Linked DNA regions of Zea mays: region 1 is linked to region 2. A link is a contact called in public Hi-C data. All regions are on one chromosome and are shown on one strand. Each heading gives the region's core, a stretch centred on a gene start, on an enhancer-like site or on the middle of the called end of the contact. The rest is flanking DNA. Distances are from core to core; before and after follow the strand shown.

Region 1 (3,146 bases), core at 515-3,014, 150 kb after region 2:
GGACACGTTGGCGGGGCGCCGTCTGCGTCACCTTTCGCCCCGTCATCCCCAGCAGGAACGGCTCCCCGGAGGCGGTGAGGTAGCGCCCGTAGCGGCTGCGCGGGCAGACGGCGCCCGCGCTGTGCGGCGCCGCCTCGACGGTCCACCGCGCATTCGCCGAGGACCCGTCCCGGTCTTGCGTCACACGCACCTCGTCCTCGTCCGCGTACAGGAACTTGTCGTGGTGGCTCCTGAGCCGCACCACCTTCGCTCGCGCGAACAGCTCCATCGGTAACGGGAAGGGAGGAGAAGCCGGTGAGGACTAAGGACTCTAGAGTCTGGACTCTGGAGGAAGGAGGCCCGCGCCCGGATCTAAGCACGGGACGAGGCCGCCCAAATGGAAGCGACCGAGCGACGAGCTGCTCACCTGCGGTGAGCTAGCGGAGCGGGTGGAACAGGAGGGGCGCGACGGAAGGGAGGACGGCGACCCGGCGGTAGTGGATGAGATCTTCTCTGGGTGGGAGGTAGGGGAGGTTTTGGGGCGGGGAGAATTCCGGGGGCGCGACGAGATTTCTGAGGTCGGGGACGACTCGTGGGGCGGGGATGGTGGAGGCCGGGGCATGGAGCACGGTGGGGATGGAAGGGGCGCGGGAGGAGTATGGAAGGGGCGGGGGAGGCGGCGCAATGCACGACCTTCCATCGGAGCGAGGCGGAAGGGCGCGGACTCGCGGCAGAACCGTGCACCACGTAGTGGTGTGGACGTCTACAATAGCCTCTTAAGGAATAGTAGAGATTACTATAGTAGTATTTGCTAGTCTTTACTTTTTCATATGAATTTAGTTCAATAAGTTGCCTAGAATGCAATTATTTGGTGCTCAAAAGATGAACAAGAAAAAGAGAGAACATAGCCTTAGCTCAAAGAACTTTCTCAAAGTTAAAGTTATTGAAAAAATGTTTGAGGTCAACTATGTCGTAAGAAAGATTAAATAGCATAGCTACATATTCTATCGAGAAGGATATACTGGGACATTGTTCTCATATATTTTGCTTAAAAAAATATTCGACAACATTAATTATTTTGAGACATCGAAACTATATGTAACCTGAAATTATTTAATACTATAAATTTTATGTACTTGAGGTAGTCGTAAATATTTATCATTGCCACTTTATTATTCTTATTTTTTCTATTTCTATACTATTCTATAAAGAAACTAACGTGGGCACCTGCTCCTACCACAGTTTTAGCCTCAGCGCTAACACTTTGGACACATCCCACGGCCGATCAGTAAAGAGCGAGCACTCGTACTCACACCGTCTTGCTACAGAAATTTGAGGCTAACCACCAAACCACATGTATCTTAGTGTTTAAAAATAAATAATAATTATATTTAAATAAATATATCAATAACTATTATTTGATATATATAATAGCGGTAGCTAAGTATGGACAACTGGTTATTAAAAAAATAAGGCTCGAGCATTCAGATTGACCAGGCCCTCGTCCCTCCAAAACCGATAGCCGGCCCTGCTGCTCCTCCGTCTACATCGCTCTCTCTCTCTCTCTCGCGTCCACGATGCACGATGAGGCGGTCGCCATGGTCAGAAGGCCACGGGTCATGGCTAGCGGCTCCGTATCCGGCCCCGGGCCTGCGCGAAGCTCGCCAACTGCCGCCTCCGTGACTGTCGCTGTCCTCGTCCGGAACGGCCACCACCGGCTGCCCGCTCGGTGTGCTCTGTTCTGAGAGAGAAAGGACCGCTGCGAGGCGAGAATAGAACGAGGGCCCACAGCTGTGCGTGGGCCGGCCTCCACCTGGTTAAGCCTCTGCGCCCGCCATGGCACTGGGCCGGCCAGGCCCAGATGTTCTCGTTACATAATTCTGCAATTTGAATCAGTCTAGAAAAGCTTAGGGGCCATGGATTGAATCTAGTCTCTATTTTATAGTCTAGTCTCTATTTTATAATAGAAAGTGGAAGAAAAAACATGTCTCCCACTCTCTAACCCCTCAAAAATTACTTCATAACCTATTTGCCAAACTGTTTTCGTCAAATATATTTAATTCTGCTAGAGAATCACTCTATTAAAGAATCGACTCTCGCAAAGAGAATCATGGAACGGAGCTCTATCAAACGAGTCCTTAATAGCATGTGAATCTAGAAAACTGAGGACTATAGTTTGATAGAGGTTCATCTGAACCTGATTCTCTATTGGAGTCAATTCTTTGAGCCAAGTGAAATTACAGTTCACATTAATTCTCTTTGATTATCTAGCATTAACTCTAAAATCATGGTAGATGATCACTTCACGGAATCGGAAAAAGGCTGCTTCTTTTTAGTTGTCAGCTCTTGGTTCATTTTAGAAAATCATTCCATAGAATCAACGGATAATCACTTTATCTCTAAAATGCTGAATTCGTTAATGAATCAGCTACCCTACCAAAGCGGGCCTGAAACTCCACGGACGACGAATTTTGGTCGCTTGCATTTGTATCCGTGCGAGAATCTGACGACTTGAGCAGCGCAAGTGCTAGTCTGCGCGATCTGGTGGCCTAGCTTCCCGTGGGATCTACCAGGCCAGGAATGCAGGACCAAACCGCCGCCCATGCATGTGTCTGACCCTTCGCTTGGTCGGGCAGCAAGCCAGCCTGCTGTCCGGCTTGGTTGTACTTTTACTGAGCAGCAAAGACATTATATTTGAATAATAAAAAGTTGTAGTGCTATATATACGTATATAATCTGCACATTATCTACCTTGGTTCTCCCTTCAAGTATTATCCGATGAGACATATATATACACTGATACATGTGATATACCCATCAGGCTGGCCCGTTGATCTCGACTTCTGGTTCAGGTGCATGCATCCTGGCAGTGCCCAAGCAAGGTGCCCTCTCGCGAGCCTTCGCCGCAAGCAATTCCAATGAAGGTTGGTGCCCAGACCCAAATCAGGAGTGGCCCCCACACAAGGATCTTGATAGATGGGGGGAGGGCTCAAAGTTAGGGACTAACAGAACTGCATGTGTTTATACTGTGTCTAGTAGAGTGTAAAAATAGAAGACGTGGAGTTTAAAATAAAAAAATGAGACGAGGGATTTGCTAGAGAGATAGACTTAGTCGTGCCGGTAAATGACCACATGTGTCATCCCTTTCAATATCTGTTGGGCACTAA
Region 2 (3,118 bases), core at 545-3,044:
TAAATCTATATTCTTGCTCACAACCAGGTGCCAGTAAATTTACAGACATCCTAAGCAAACATGACAATGTTCTAGTTCTACTAACATGGGGCATGGACAACATTGTTAGCGTTCACAGAAGTCCAAAGGCACTTAACAACAACTGTATTACAAACATCAATACTTCAGCACAAACAAAGGTTTGAGTAAGCAAAACTGAATCATACCAAGCCATAACCACCAATTTGATGCCAATAAATGCAACTAGAACAACATGATATGAGAACTACAATATATAACCAACGTAAATTGCACCACGTCGGAAAACTTGATTATAAGAGCAAACAAAAATTATCTACAAACATTAGCCCACCATTTTTTTTCAACACATAACATGCTGGAAATGAAACGATAAAGAAACAAAGCAAATGCACCTGATCACTTGTTGTCTATACTGGTTATCAAACATCATGCAAGATCACTCCCCTGGCCCTTGTCTGAGAGCCGCTTGAGGAACTCATAGGTGGTGATCATGGTGGTGGCAGACAATGACATGGACGCCCACCTCGGGCCTAGGCCCCTGTAACAAGCAGCCAACCCACCTTCCTTGATCAGCCTACGCACTGTCCTCCCCACCGTAATCGGCTCACCGTCCCCATCCATGACTTGCATCCTGGTTTTGATGGTGTCCAGTGGCATGGTCACAAACGCAGATGCACCACCGGCCATCGCGGCACTCACTCCCTGAACTACCATGACAGTCTTGCAACCTGGCTGCAGCAAAGAATCCCCATCACCGAGATCAATTTCCTGGACACCAACACCATAATCGCACAAGTAGCAGCCAATTCCACTCCAAATTATCTTCTGCGACAGTGAATAAGTTGCCCACCACACAGCATTGGAGGGGGCGTAGGTTAGGATGGACATGCCGAACCCACGGTACAGGCCGCGTAGTCCGTCAGAAGCCACGGTCTTGCGGAAGGCGTCAAGGCCGCCATGGTAGCGGGAGGCAGGACAGGGGTTGCCCTGAACCATGAGGCGCTGGCTGATGACGTCGACGGGCGTCCACACGACCTGCGCGGCGACGGCGGCGGCGAGGCCCGCCACTGCGCCCGCTGCCGCCGACGCAGCGGGCTCCGCGGCGCCGAAGCTGAGCGCGGCTGGGCCGACGGCGGAGCGCGTGGCCTCGAGCGCGCCCATGTACAGCGCGCGCGCAGGGATGGTGCCGGCGAGGGAGGTGGCGAAGCCGCGGTAGAAGGCGAGGGGCCCCTCCTGGCGCAGGATGGCAGTCGCCGCCGCGACGGCGGAGGGCGGGAGCGCTGCTGACTCAGCCGCCGCGGCCGCCGCAGGGGCGACTTGGAGGCGCGTCTTGAGGACAACGGCGGGGTAGAGCGCGGCCGAGACGGCGGAGAAGAGCCCGGCGCCCACGACAAAGAAGCGCGCCTTGTCGAGCCGCTCCCAGCGGATGTCCTCCGGGAGTTGTAGACCCTGGGTGCTCTCATCCTTCTCCGCCGCCGCGTCCGGCGGCGGAGGCGCGTTCCGGCGATCTATGGCCACTCCTGTGCAGGTGTGGCGGAGAGATCAGCACGTACTGAAGAAGCTTTCTCCCACTCGTAACACAACCTATGCGTCCCCGAGCGGTGGATACATGTCCTCAGCCAAGGGCGGGGGCGGGGGCGGCGGATAGGGTTTTGGTTGGTTGGGGGTCTGGGGAACCTCGGAGGGAGGAAGCCAAGCGAAGCAAAGGCAAAATACGAACAAAGCGGTGGAACCGTGAAATTGATAGAAGAGAAGGGTGTGGAAGTGGAACGACGTCCGATGTGGCAAGCTCCCATAATCCGATTTCACCACTCGTGCATCGGGGCCACCACTGTGGTTCATGGGCAGGGTGCGATGGCACCGCTCGCCCGCCTCACGAGTAGGCCTGGCTAAAAACCCGTAACCCGAAGTCTGAACCTCTAATACTTGAACTTGAAATACCTAAAACCTGAATTTTAATTAAAAATTTTGGATAACAACTTGCAAAACCCGAATTTATTTTAGATTATTCGGGTATCACAATTGGGTACCCGAATTATCCGAACTTTCATGTGTTATGTACTCATGTTATACTTAATTATTAATTTGTACATTTATAATTATGTTAAGTGTGCATAACTTGTGATTGTAGATTGCTTGTGTTTTATATGTCCATGTATATCATTATTTAAATTGTATTTTTATACTAATTTAATAGGGTGTATATGTTTTTATGAAGCCGACACAACAATTCGGGTAATTCGGGAATACCCGAACCCGAATTTTCGGGTATTGTAAAACCCATTGTAATTTCGAGTATCGATTCTCAAAACCCAAAATTTTAAATACCCGAATTACCTGACCCGAAATTTCCGGGTAACCCGAACGCCCACCCCTACTCAGGAGCGCCGTCGTCGCTTGTCCGCTTGTCTCGGGAGCGTCGCCTTGAACATCAAATTGGTGTCTTTCAATTGGTATTTTCGTACCTTTGCCTTGAACATCAAATTGCCATACCTTTGCCTTGAACATCAAATTGTATCAATTGGTGTTTTCAATTGGTATTTTCGTACATGATCACTAGTTGTATAATCCATACTTGTGCAATTTTTATGTTGCCTCTTGTTATGATAAGAAAATGTTAGGTGACATCTAGACTCTAGGTATCAAGATTTATCTTTCAATTAGTATGACAATATTCATTTGATATCTTGGACCTATGTCACAACTATGCCAACAAGAGCTTGCAAATGAATTCTAAATCCAACACAAGTCTAGAAACCCCTTGAAAAGGTAAAACGCAAAGGTACATCACTTCATGTCACTTCTTGTCGGGGACCATAATTAGGGGTACCCCCAATACTCATAATCTCAGCTGGTAACCCCCATCAGCACAAAGCTGCAAAGGCCTGATGGGTGCGACTAAGTCAAGGCTCGGTCCACTCAAGGGACACGACCTCGCCTCGCCCGAGCCCAGCCTCGGGCAAGGGCAGCCGACCTCGGAGGATTCACGTCTCGCCCGAGGGCCCCCTCAAGCAATGGATACACCTTCGGCTCGCCCGAGGCCCAGTCTTCGCCGAGAAGCAACGTGGCCCGGATCGCCACACCGACCGACCGTATC

The links. Hi-C and Micro-C count contacts between places; a contact is called where the count stands out from the background.
Region 1: a Hi-C map of ear shows a contact between it and region 2, with 2.1 times the contacts expected there. The contact joins the enhancer-like site here to the promoter of LOC100281256 in region 2. A contact is called at or near these places in 3 of 25 Hi-C or Micro-C datasets (ear, leaf and tassel).

The regions. Positions count from the first base shown.
Region 1 is chr2:190,031,752-190,034,897 of Zm-B73-REFERENCE-NAM-5.0, forward strand. It overlaps the pseudogene LOC103649157. Among protein-coding and RNA genes, the nearest start is that of LOC100502517, 21 kb to the left of the region's middle. Within about 2 kb of position 1,765, at least 19 of the 20 cell types and tissues checked have an H3K27ac peak or open chromatin away from gene starts, as enhancers often do. A contact at or near this core is called in ear, leaf and tassel, where this site is marked.
Region 2 is chr2:189,885,133-189,888,250 of Zm-B73-REFERENCE-NAM-5.0, forward strand. LOC100281256 reads right to left here and starts at 1,795. Exons shown (of 1, transcript NM_001154175.2): 1 at 274-1,795. The coding sequence starts at 1,182. The coding sequence ends at 448.